Linked DNA regions of Sus scrofa: region 1 is linked to region 2. A link is a contact called in public promoter capture Hi-C data. All regions are on one chromosome and are shown on one strand. The core of a region is the stretch at or near the end of the contact, and the rest is flanking DNA. Distances in the headings are between cores, read along the strand shown. Region 1 holds the start of NCAPD3 (condensin-2 complex subunit D3). Region 2 holds the start of IGSF9B (protein turtle homolog B).

Region 1 (5,586 bases), core at 834-3,333, 260 kb before region 2:
ACAGCTGTCCTTGCAAGGACTCTGTGGAGACCCTTCCAGAGGTTTCCACTTGGGGGAGCACGTCTTCTGGGAAAAAACATGGGGAAGAGAGATGGAGGTGGGGGTGGGGGGGGCTGGCCCGGTGTGAACATTCCTGTGGACAGTTGACAGCGTAATCAGGCTGGCGTTTTAAAGGGCCAGCCCCTGGAAACTTCTTGATGGGTCCAGCTAAACAGGGCAAGGGAAAATGACAGTGATCATCCTAACTCCCTTTCACGAGTACTTGCGAAGCGTGCCAGCTGTGCACTTCATGGATGTCGACGACCTCCAGTCCTCACAAGACCCTCAAAAAGGTTATAAATGGAGCCTGTGTAATTTAAGTAACCCTCTGCTTGACCCTCAATCATACAGCAGGCTTTTCTAAGAAACGCACAGGTAGGACACATGCATTTTCATCAGGAGGAAAAGGAAATCCATCATAAGAAGGTTAATTACATAAATCACTTTATTCTCAAGCTGCGGAACTCTTCCCAGGAAGCAGAGAAAGAAAAGGGAAAAAGGAAAAAAGAAAGAACCAAAATGAAGAGACTATGGTTTACAAGAAGGTAAATTTTGAGTGAAACAAGAAGGAAGGTGTCTGGAACACAATGATGTCAACACTGTTACCCTCATAGAGTAGTGGGACCACCCTGTATATCACCAGCCCAGCCAGACCTCAGAATCTCACCGAAGTGCCACCCACTTCATGCAGAGTCAGGAAAGCAACGAAGGAGAAAAACCACACAACCACAACCTTGGGGAAGTTACTCACAGCTTCGCTCCAATGCTCTCAGGTCACCTGGTAGAGCCCCTTAAGTACAGGACACAAACATTCCACACTGTGCACAAAGCCTGGTCCCTAGACACGTGATTCTGTAGTATCCTTGCCTTACAGGTGAGAAAGCTGAGGCCCAAAGGTGTGGGTCGATTTGGCCCAGAATACTAGGTATTCCTACTGCCTTTTATTGTCTAGTTGTAATTGCTAATAATTATGTTCGAAGACAGAGCCTTGAAAAATTCTGACCCCTTAATTTAGGTCTTAAGAGCATCATTTCTTTGTGTTTAAGAAGAGGAGTCTGCTGAAGACTGTTCTAATCAAGAGGTCTTAGGAAAACGGGATGGGTGGACAGAAGGCCAACGAGGAGCTCAGTGTGGGACACAGGTACTAGAAAAGGGTGGTCGGCCTCAGGACTCGGTGAAGTGGCCACGACCTGCGGGCGGGCCCAGCAGCACTGAAGGCCCAGTAGGAACAGCGGCTGAGACCTCTCTGGTGGGCAACCAGGATCGCGGGAGGGCGGGGGATTGGAGAAATAGGGAGTTGAAGTAATGGGGGCAGGGGTTAAGGGGAAGGGTTAAGAAGCGGGGGATCGCGTCAGAGGCCAGGGTTTATAGAGGAGTGGGGCACGGGGGTCGAGTGGGGGGGTCAAAGGAGGGGTTAGGGGGTCGAGGGTCAGGGCTCAGGGTCAGGGTCGGGGTGGGATCTGGGTTGAGGGGCAGGTCTGGGGGAGAAGGACTCGGGGCGGGGCGGACCCCGCACTCACCGATCTGCCCAATGAACTCGACCTTGATACCCTGGTGCTCCAGCCGCTTGTTGGGGTTTTTGAGCGCCAGGCTCACCTTCCCGGACACCGTCTCCCCATCGTAGAAGAGGAAGTACTTGTCCTTCTTCCCATCCTCCGTCTTGTGCTCGGCCCGCTTCCTGCTGTCCGCATCGTTCAGCAGGATGTCCACCTCCACGCTCTGCCCGAAACCGAAGAAGCTCATGTCCCCGCCGGGCCGGCCGGGCCTGGGAAGGCCGAAGGGCTGGACTTGGCGCCGACGCCCGCACTTGCCGGGCCGGCGCGGTTCCGGGGACAGCGCAAAGCGGGCGCGAGGCACCCGCCCGCCGGTGCGAGAGGGGCCGACCAGCCAGCCAGCAGTCGGGCCCAGGAGCAGCGCCCGCTGCTACAGCCTCTCAGCGGGAGGCGCCGGACTCACCGCGCGCATGCGCACGCCTCCGCCTCCCCGGTCAGGCCGGCGCGCCTCCAGCGGAGCGCGCACTGCGCATGCGCACCCCCTCTCCCGGCTTTCCCGTAGTTGACATGGCGACCCCGGCTTCCTTCCAGAGCTCCGGCCAGACGTCCCGTAAAATTCAAAAGTAAAGAGGTCCTTTCTGAATGATTTTTTCTGCTTTTCTTTTATTTAGTTAGGTAAACGGTAGGCCGCGACCCATACTCGAATGTGTAGATGTTCGACTGCGGTCTGACAGGTAAACGCGGCCTTTTGACACGCACGCGAAATGCCGCTTGTCAGAGCAAGCGTGACAATTACAACAGGAAGTACCCTGCCTTAGATTCGCTTCTGGGTGTTCCCTATTTGGGGAAAGCGAGCGAGAAGGAGAGCGTTAGATTTAGCTCGCTTTTCGACACCACCCTCAAGACTCGGCTGGGTCAGCCGTCCTGGTCCTGCTCTCGCTTTGCGCATGCAGCAGAAGACCCTGCTGATTGGCTGACGGACAGAGCCGACCGGGCGCCGTGATTGGTGCATAAGAGTTCTGTTCTCCTTAGCCCGCCGGGGATATCTGGGCGCGCGCGCCAGAGAGAGCTTTGAAAGTTCAGGCGAGCGGCAGTCATGGCGGCGCGGCAGGGCCTGGAGAGCAGCCTACAGCCCTGGAACACGCTGGACCTCAGTCCGGGTGAGGAGACGATGGGAGCCTGGGGGGCTGTGGAGGGTGCTGTGGAGGGCTCGCCCGGGTCAGCAGCGTGGGCGCTCCTCTGGGAGCTCCCTTCTTGGCCTGGCCTCCAGTTCTGCGCGTACAGCCTCTCAGGTCCCGAGGTTTTAGGCAGCGCGTCGGTTTGGTGGGCCGGAGTGACCTCCTGGACTGGAGTGCAGGGGTGCGGCTGGCGTCCCCGGGAGCCCCTCCCTCGTCACTGAAGGACCGTGGGTTCCCCCCGCCCCCAACCGCTGGTGGCAGCGGCGTCTCGTCGCAGACCTTGACCGCGCTGCCCCTGGGGCTGCTGTCCAGCCCAAGCCCCCCCCCCCCATCTGGCCGGCCTATGCACTTGGGGCGCACCTTGCCTCTTTCGGGTGTTGGCACTTCCGGCCCCGTACACTTTCCAGGACCACTTTGAAAACGCAGGCATGACCCACCAAGTCTGAACCTTCAGTGGTTCCACTTGGCTTCCTAAGTAATGACCACATCTTCTGTTTGCACTCAGAGCCTTCACCCAGCCCTGCAGTTATCCTTTCCCGGAGCAAGAGCTCTGGAGTCAGACTTGAGGTCCGTGTCTTTGTCCACCACTTAGCATCCGTGCATCGCGGGCCAACTGGTTAACCCTGCTAAACCTGGGTTGTTTATGTGTCAAATGGGGGTTCAGATATTTATTTCCCAGGGCATTTGTGAAGATTAACTTTGTAACCTGCTAACTGTTGCATCTTCTGTTACCGAACCAAACTTGGGTCCCCTGCCCTGAGCACAGTAAAGCCAATCTGCTGACACGGGGTTGTGTGAAGGAAAGTGTAGCGTTTATTGCAGGGCCAAGCAAGGAATCCAAGTACCTAGTGCTTAAGAGACCGGAGCTCCCCTGAAGTTTCAGGGGAATGGTTTTAAACACAAGGTGAGGTAAGGGGGTGAGATGTGATCAGCTGGTAAATGTTCTTCTAATTGGTTGGTTGTGTGGTAATGAAACATCAGCATCATTAGCCTTCCAACTGGTTTGGGATCTGTGTGCTTATGGGTAGCATTGAATTAACTTCTTCCACCTGTCGTGGTTTCAACATCTGCAAAATAGCTCTAAGGACATGGCTCAGAATATTATCTATAGCCCTTGATAGCCTGAAGGTCCTTGACTTTGTTGAATGGCTAAACTATTGTTATTTTATCTTGCTTACTGTTTTCCTTTCTGTGTGCATTTTCTCACTTTTCTCATTAAATTTATTCTTTGACTAATATTTTTCTACAGACAAAAGGCAGATGGAGCACAGGGAGGGTAGGGGTGTGTGTGACTGGGAAGGCTCCATGGGGTCCTGCTCTGTTACACTAACTGCTGAATACATGCTGATACCTCACCCTTCACAGGTGAGCTCAGTGCTGTCACTATTTAGTTGGTTTCTAAACAGATACTTTCTTACCCTTTGTGTCTTGTTATGGGCCCTCTCCCTCTGGAATGCACTCTTCTACATTTCTTTCCCTGGCAACCCCTACATTTGGGTGCAACTGAAGGATTGTCATCCTTCCCACCTCTGTTCCTCCTTCTCCCCCAGTAATATTCTCTATCTATTTCTCTACTGTTGCGCCTTTCTACTACTGTTTTAACACCCTTCCATTCTAGACGTGATAATAGGGCCATTTGTTGAATATATTGATTTCCTAACTCCAGATCTATTCTTTTCTCAGCAGGACTTGATAGTTCTTGACCTCAGAAATGAGCTCAAGAAATATGGGTGTGCGTTTACAAGTATGCATATAGGAGTTCCCATTGTGGCTCAGCTGGTTAAGAACATGACATAGTGTCCATGAGGATTCAGTTCAATTCCTGGCCTCTCTCAGTGAGTTAAGGATGTGATGTTGCTGCAACTGTGGCAAAGTTCACAGATATGACTTGGATCTGACGTTGCTGTGGATGAAGCATAGGCCTGCAGCTGCACTCTGATTCAGTTCCTAGCCTGGGAACTTCCATAGGCCACAGGTGCAGCTGTAAAAATAAAAGAAAAAAAGCATATAAAATAAATGCTAAAGGGAGTTCCTGTTGTGGCTTAGCAGGTTAAGAACCTGACATAGTGTCTGTGAGGATTCGGTTTCAATCCCTGGCCTCGACCAGTGGGTTAAGGATCTGATATGGCTGTGGCATAGGCTCTCAGCTGCAGCTCTGATTCATCCCCTAGCCTGGGAACGTCTATATGCCATAGGTGCAGCCGTTTAAAAAAAAAAAAAAAAAAGCATGTATGAGAGAAAAAGGCAGGGGAAGATGAAGGAACTTTTTTTAGGAGGATGATTGTATTTGTTAGAACAATTAAGAAAGGGTGAATGAATAATTAGAGCAATGTAAACAGTCATTGACCTCAGGTGTCGCTTTGTGCTGCACTTCTTTTAGGTTTATTAACTTGGTTATAAGACTTTCACAAAGGGACAGCTAAGGCAACCTTTTACTCACCTTCTCTTCTCCAGATTGAACATTTGGGAAGGATGAATCATCCCCAAACTGTTACATCTAAAGAGTGCTTTTCTTCTTGATATTTTTAGAGGATGACCAACCTAATAGCCAGCTGTCAGTTAATGACTAATAAAAGATTTTCTTAACCTTTTCTGCTTCTCTCTAAATTTGCTTCAATTGTATGATACAGTTAATTGTGAGTTGTGTCTAGTAAATTTTTCTCTTTTTGGGTGTACCTAGAGTCTAAAGCTCATAGGTGTTCTTGTTATAGGACATTTATTAACTTAATTTCATTTCCCGCTAGAATGGGTGGATGCAGTTTGGGAAGTGGAATTCACGGAGACTGAGCCTCTGGACCCAGGCATAGAAGCGGAGATTGAAGAGTCCGGACTGAGGGCATTCACAGACCTCTATGATAGTCTTTTCTCTTTTGCTA
Region 2 (5,690 bases), core at 1,089-3,588:
CTCGCCTTGAGTATGTTACTGGATGTGTACCATCCTTCTTGGGTCTGAAGATTAGCCATATGCCAAGAGGAAAAGATTTAATTGGCCTCATCCCTCACCATGGCCCAATACTGTTGTCTCTTTTGAGCTGAAATGAAACCAAACTGAGACGTGTGATGACGCTAACTTTTCCCTTTGAACCTCAACTTTCCTTTCTGTCTCACTCCCTGGACCTACTTCATTTCGAACAGACTTATCCAGAAGAAATTTAATCTCCTTTTTAGATAGTTTGTTTGAAACCCTTTGCAACCAAAGTCATGGTCTTAAGCTCTTTCTGTAACTTTTTTCCCTTTCAATCTTAGTTCCCTAGCAGAAACCACCACACTGAGTAGGACAAAGTCAGTGGGCAAGTAAATACAATCAAGATGATGGTGAGAGTGGCTCCCTCCCTTTTTTAACCCCAAAAGTCCCTAGAAGAACCTGAGCACAGCACCGTTGCCATGTTTATACCTAAAAAGGGCTGGGGACTAGGTCAGCCCTGGGAGATCCAGCACTTCTCTTCAGGTCAGTTAGCTGCTTAGAGGTTTTGGAAAAATCAAGTGAATCCCACTGAGGCTTATCGCCTAGGACTCTGGATGCCTGTAGGTATGTGTGGAGGATGGAGATGCTGTTCTTGGGCATGCCAGCTGGGAATCAGCCTGCCATTGGGGGCCTAGAGATTCCAACCTTCTTCATATCCTTAAGGAAGGTATCTTGGCAGAGAACGAGACCCTAAAGTGATGGCTCAGGGAGAGACATCCTGCCTCATCAGAGTTACCTTTCATGACTGGAGTGGCTGGGTAGAGGAGGAGGTCATTCAAGCCTTTTGTTTTCTGGGTTACATCCAGATGCTAAAACTTTACCATACCAGCATACTTGCACTCTGCTGGGAAGGGAGGAGGCCTGGCTTCCTATCTTCTGGCTGGCGGTGAGCTAAGAGGGTTCATGTTTCAGGTAAGGCTGTTGTTCCTCCAGTGTTCTGGCCACTTTTGATGCATTGTGTGTGTGTATGTGCACACACACATGCTTTCTTTGAGGCAAGCTTTTTGGAGATTTATGTCCAAGATCCAGTGCTTTGTGGTCGATGAGTGCTTTTGCCAGGGTGACATTTCTGAGCTCTCCTTTGCTGCCCCTCTGTCTTCCCTCCTTGGCCAACAACACATCGTAGGGCGCTGTGCCACCCTTCCCACACTGCTTTCACTCTTTGAAAGAACATACGTCTTCACTGCAGCCTCAGAAGCTGGTGTGAGGTGATTGTTTGTAGTAGATGTTTCCATGACACTCGTTTATTTCTTCTGCAGATACAACTGTATTGGGGGAGGGGACGAGGTTGGGAAACATGAAGACTTTCAGCTTCCTCCTTATCATCTTCTGTAGAAATAGGAAGCCCACCTTCGCTTTCCTGGGTCCCCCTCACAGACCCTGGCACTGCTCCCCAAGTCCCTCAGCTTTGTGCTGCCAGGGTGGGGCCTGGCTCCCAGTCCGGTGAGGTTGGGGGAAGGAATCTTGTGCCTGAGGAGGCAGCCTTTGTGGAGAATAAGAAGAAACACTTTCACTGCTCAAAGTTGAAATTTAATGGTGATGAGCAACTATGACCCACACCGGGGGTGGCAGTGTGCACACGTGTGTTCCCAAAGGGGCTTGTGACACTCCCGCAGCTGAACCAATGACTCACCCCAAATCTTAGCGACTTTTAGAGGTCATTTTAGTCATTCCCCTGCCGTCAGTCTGGATGGAGCTTAATGTAACCACACATTTGGGTGGGAAGGGGTGCCTTGGGGAGGCAAGAGTGGCTGCGTGTAGAAGGGAGTGGGGAGTGGAGGTAACGTGTGACCCTTTGTAAAAGATCTCCAGCTAAGGACACTTCCAGCTTCCCCAGGCTGCCTTTTCTGGGTTTCCCCATCACTGAATCAGCACCGTCCTCCCGGGACGGCTTTTTGCTGGAAGGAAACCGGATGCTGGGTTCCCTACGTGGGCGGGAGCTCCAACCCCTTAGACCCGCAGGGTAGCCGAGACCCCAGGATCTCGTTAGCCAGCCCTGCAGCCACATTCCCTCCCCCAGAAACTTGCCATGCAGCGGGAGCGGGGAGCCGAGCCGAGCGGAGACGCGGCAGCGCCTTCTCTCCGGCAATGCGCATGATTCTGCGGCTCTGGGCTCGCCACACGTCAACGCACCTTGAATGGGCTCGCCCCCCTCGCCGCGACGGGCAGAGATTGTGGCCAATAGGACTCCGGGATCACCGGACGCGTCCAATGGGCGGGCGACAGGGGCGGGTCCGGGGCGGTGCGGCGGGGCTTCTCCGCGGCGCTGCCTGCGCTCCTCCCGGGCTCCAGTGCAGGTGCCGCTGCGCCGGGCGGGAGGCTGTGCGCCGAGCTGAGCTGAGACGCGGAGGGATGGGGAGCGGGCCGCCCGGGCTGCAGGAGCCGCAGGAGCCGCGGGAGCACCGACGCTGGGCGTAGGCGGCGCGGGGCACTTTGAGATAGGATGAGGCTCCTGGCTGGCGCGCGGTAGTACTATGATTTGGTATGTGGCCACTTTGATAGCAAGTGTGATCAGCGCCCGAGGTCTTGCGGCTCAAGGTGAGTTGAAGTGCAGCGTCCCTCCCCTGCGCCTCCCGGCGCTCTTGGCCGGGTCCTCCAGCCGAGCCCGCGCCTTCCCGCCGGGCGCGCTCCGGGCACCGCGGGGAGGGCGGGGGCCGCGGCCGCAGTCGCGGCAGGCGGAAAGGGCCTGAGCTCTGGCTGCCTGCGCTTGGGAGAGGACGCCTCGGGATCCGGTCCGCTTCTCCACCTCTGGCCCCAGGGCTTCACAGCGGGTGCGGCGCCCGGTGTCCTTCGCGGGCGCAGCCGCCGCCTCGAGCGCAGGGGGAGGCGGCGGCTTTCCTAACTCTGCCGCCTGGGAGTTTGCAGGTTCTCCGGCGGCTGCGGCACGCTGGAGCTCCGTGCAGCGCCGCGGCTCCGCAGGCTAGCCCGTGCGGGGCCCGGCACCCGCGGCTCATGGTCCGGGCTCCCAGCTCCAGCTCTCGTTCCTCCGGATCACACATCTTGGTAGCTGGAGGTCGGATCCCTTCTCAGGGCGGGGGCGCACGGAGCCCCTAGAGAGGAGAAAGCTGGTTCTGCGCGGGGTCCCTCGGCCGGCTGCGAGGAGTTTCAGCCTTCGGCTGGCCCTGCCCGCGTCCCGCTCAGCCGCACCAGAGCATGGCCGGGCAAAAGTTCCCTGGGAGCGCGCCGCAGCCAGGCACAGCTGGCCGGGGGCGAGGGCAGCGGGGAGGGGGTTCCCTTTGCCGCGTCTCGGGAGGAAGGAGGTTTTTCTTTCCGTTTTTCCGGTCTGAGGTGGGGAAGAGGCGAGAGGGAAGCCAGCGAGTTGGGTGATGCGCGCGTGAGCGCGCGGGCTTTTGCTTTGGAGACAGCAAAGCGACCTGCTCCTCTCTATGTGGCACCCCGGCTCCCAGCCCTTGTATGGAAACAGCGGCAGAGCCTGGAGGTTCCAGGACTGTGAGCTCACAGTGCTCAGCGCATAGACAAGACCCAGCTGCTGTAAGGTTCCCAAGGCCGGAAGGGATGGCTTCCGGGGAGATCCGCCGGGTGGACCGCAGCAGGGAGAGACCCCGAGCCCCGCAGGTTGCTAGCGAAGAAGGGTCCTCTCCACACCTTGTTTGGGGGTTGTGTAGAGGGAGGGGAAGTGATTTGGGAAAGTTTTTGGAATGGAATAGATCTCCCTGCTATTGGGGGGGGGGGGGTGGTATGAGAACAGAAGCAGAGGAAGGCGACCAGTGATTTTGTTAAATGGTATGTGATCTGGATGGTTTTACAACTCCCCCTTTGTGAGGTGGGAAACTGAGGTCAGAGTGGCAGCAGGAGCTCGGGGAGTGGGGGTGGGTGTGAGGTGGGTCCAGTTGCTTTGAGAATCCTCTCCAGCCTCATCCTCCCCCTACCTCTATCCCCTTGTAGTCTTCCAATGCCCTCATCTTCCTCCCCTCCAGTTTTTGGTATGTTCCTGCTCTGGGACTGTGGCTGAGAGCACAGAAGGATGTGCTGGGATCTTTGAATAAAAAAGAGACACTGAAGGGAGGCCCTGGAATAGCCTCCAAAGCTGAGAGGTCAAAGGGAGGTGCGTGGACTTTTTGCAAGTGTAAGCATAGAATCCAGGAAAATAGGTTTCTATTACAGCAGCACACAAAACGGCCAGACAGAAGGAAGGACTTTCCAACATTGAAGGTTGTTGGGCTGGAAGCTTATGCTTTCTTTCTGCTATGGGGAGATCCTTCTGTCTGGGGTGGCTTGACATGAACCTCTGCCTGCCACCCCTAAGGGTCTTGGTGGTCTTTTTAGTCTTAAGGGGCTCTGTGTGGCGGTGAAGGACCTAGGCCTAGTCATGTGACCTGGACTCAAATCCTGGCTCTGCCACTTGCTGACCTGTGACCTTGGACACCTTCCCTAACTTCTGTAATTGTCATTTGCCTCATTGGGGGTTAAGAGGATGAGCCTGTAGGGTTTTTGTGGACATTAGTGCTATAAAGCAATGGAAAGCTACCTGTTCTGTAGTAAGTGCTTGGGAGATGTTGATGATGGTGTGGTTTCACTGTTTGGGGGCCTGGGGGTGGGGAGTCCAAGCCCTTCTCAGCTTCTTTCCCTTGGGCCATCCAGGGAATCCCACCCAGGGAATCGGGAGCTAGGAATGTCTTGGGGGAGCCAAGTTTGCTTTCACGGGCTGACCTTGCCCAGGGAGACATGGAGGACTGCTCAGAAATCCTTTGAAAGATCTGCAAACCTGGAGTTTCGTTGGTAGCCAGAGCCTTGTAGGAGGGATGAGGGGGCCTCAGAGCCAAGAAGCTCATCACACAGCCTCTGGAAGCGGGAGACAGGGCTTGTGTGGCAGCCACCTCTCAGAAGCATGGCCAGTGTTCAGATGCTGCTGTGTGAGGGCTCAGCTGTTCTCCGACTGGCAGAGGTGACTTCCGGGAGATTCCTGAGGGGCGGGACTTTGAGATGCCATCTTAGGGCTTGGCTGAGCAGGGGCTGCTCCAGCAGAGGGGTGAAAGGGCTGGGGCAGAGTGAGGGATGGGCTTTAATCACGTGTGTCGGGGGGGGCGTGGAGCGGTTGGGGGGGCTGTGCAGAAGAGCTGGGAAGATGGCAATTGGAGTCCCTCCATCCCAGACATCTATGAAACAAGCTTGTGGGGAGGACCCTGGGCCTTTACTTCCAAGGCTGCATCCTCCTGTTGACCACAAATTCTGCGCTTGGATTATTGCTGACTAGCATCCCCAAATAAAGTGGGGTTCTGACTCAGATCCTGCTGCTAGCTGGACCAGAGCCCTCTACTCTGCCTGGCCTTGACCCTTCCTCCTTCCCGTTGGCGGCAAAGATGGGAGGGATGGGTTTAGACTTGGAGGCTGCTAGTGAGACCCACAGGTGCCTCTCAGCTGAGCAGGACTTGGCTCAGGAAGTGGCCAAGTGGCATGTGCATGTCCCCAGCATGCGTGCTGGAGGCAGGGGTGTGTCTGGCTGTCTGCACTTGATCAGGACAAGCTAAGGAGGGAACTCGTGGGAAGAATCAGCTTTTAGCTGCTGGCCCCAAGCTCGACGTGTGCTGGACCTGGAGTTGCCTGGACCCAGGGCCTGAGACAGAAAGCCGGGGTCTTGTTACCCAAGGGGCAGAGGCTACTTTCTTGGG

What was found. Promoter capture Hi-C pulls out the DNA fragments that hold promoters and counts their contacts.
Region 1: a promoter capture Hi-C map of fetal skeletal muscle shows a contact between it and region 2, with 5 times the contacts expected there. The contact joins the promoter of NCAPD3 here to the promoter of IGSF9B in region 2. A contact is called at or near these places in 2 of 5 promoter capture datasets (fetal liver and fetal skeletal muscle), 2 of 47 Hi-C or Micro-C datasets (fetal skeletal muscle and heart right ventricle) and 1 of 2 datasets of contacts at active chromatin or transcription factors (skeletal muscle).

What each region holds. Positions count from the first base shown.
Region 1 is chr9:60,782,404-60,787,989 of Sscrofa11.1, reverse strand. It overlaps NCAPD3 (condensin-2 complex subunit D3), which reads left to right and starts at 2,083. Exons shown (of 34, transcript XM_021063171.1): 1 at 2,083-2,692; 2 at 5,455-5,586. The coding sequence starts at 2,629. It overlaps VPS26B (vacuolar protein sorting 26 homolog B (S. pombe)), which reads right to left and starts at 1,798. Exons shown (of 6, transcript NM_001137634.1): 1 at 1,560-1,798. The coding sequence starts at 1,782.
Region 2 is chr9:60,518,111-60,523,800 of Sscrofa11.1, reverse strand. IGSF9B (protein turtle homolog B) reads left to right here and starts at 2,338. Exons shown (of 20, transcript XM_021063165.1): 1 at 2,338-2,598. The coding sequence starts at 2,535.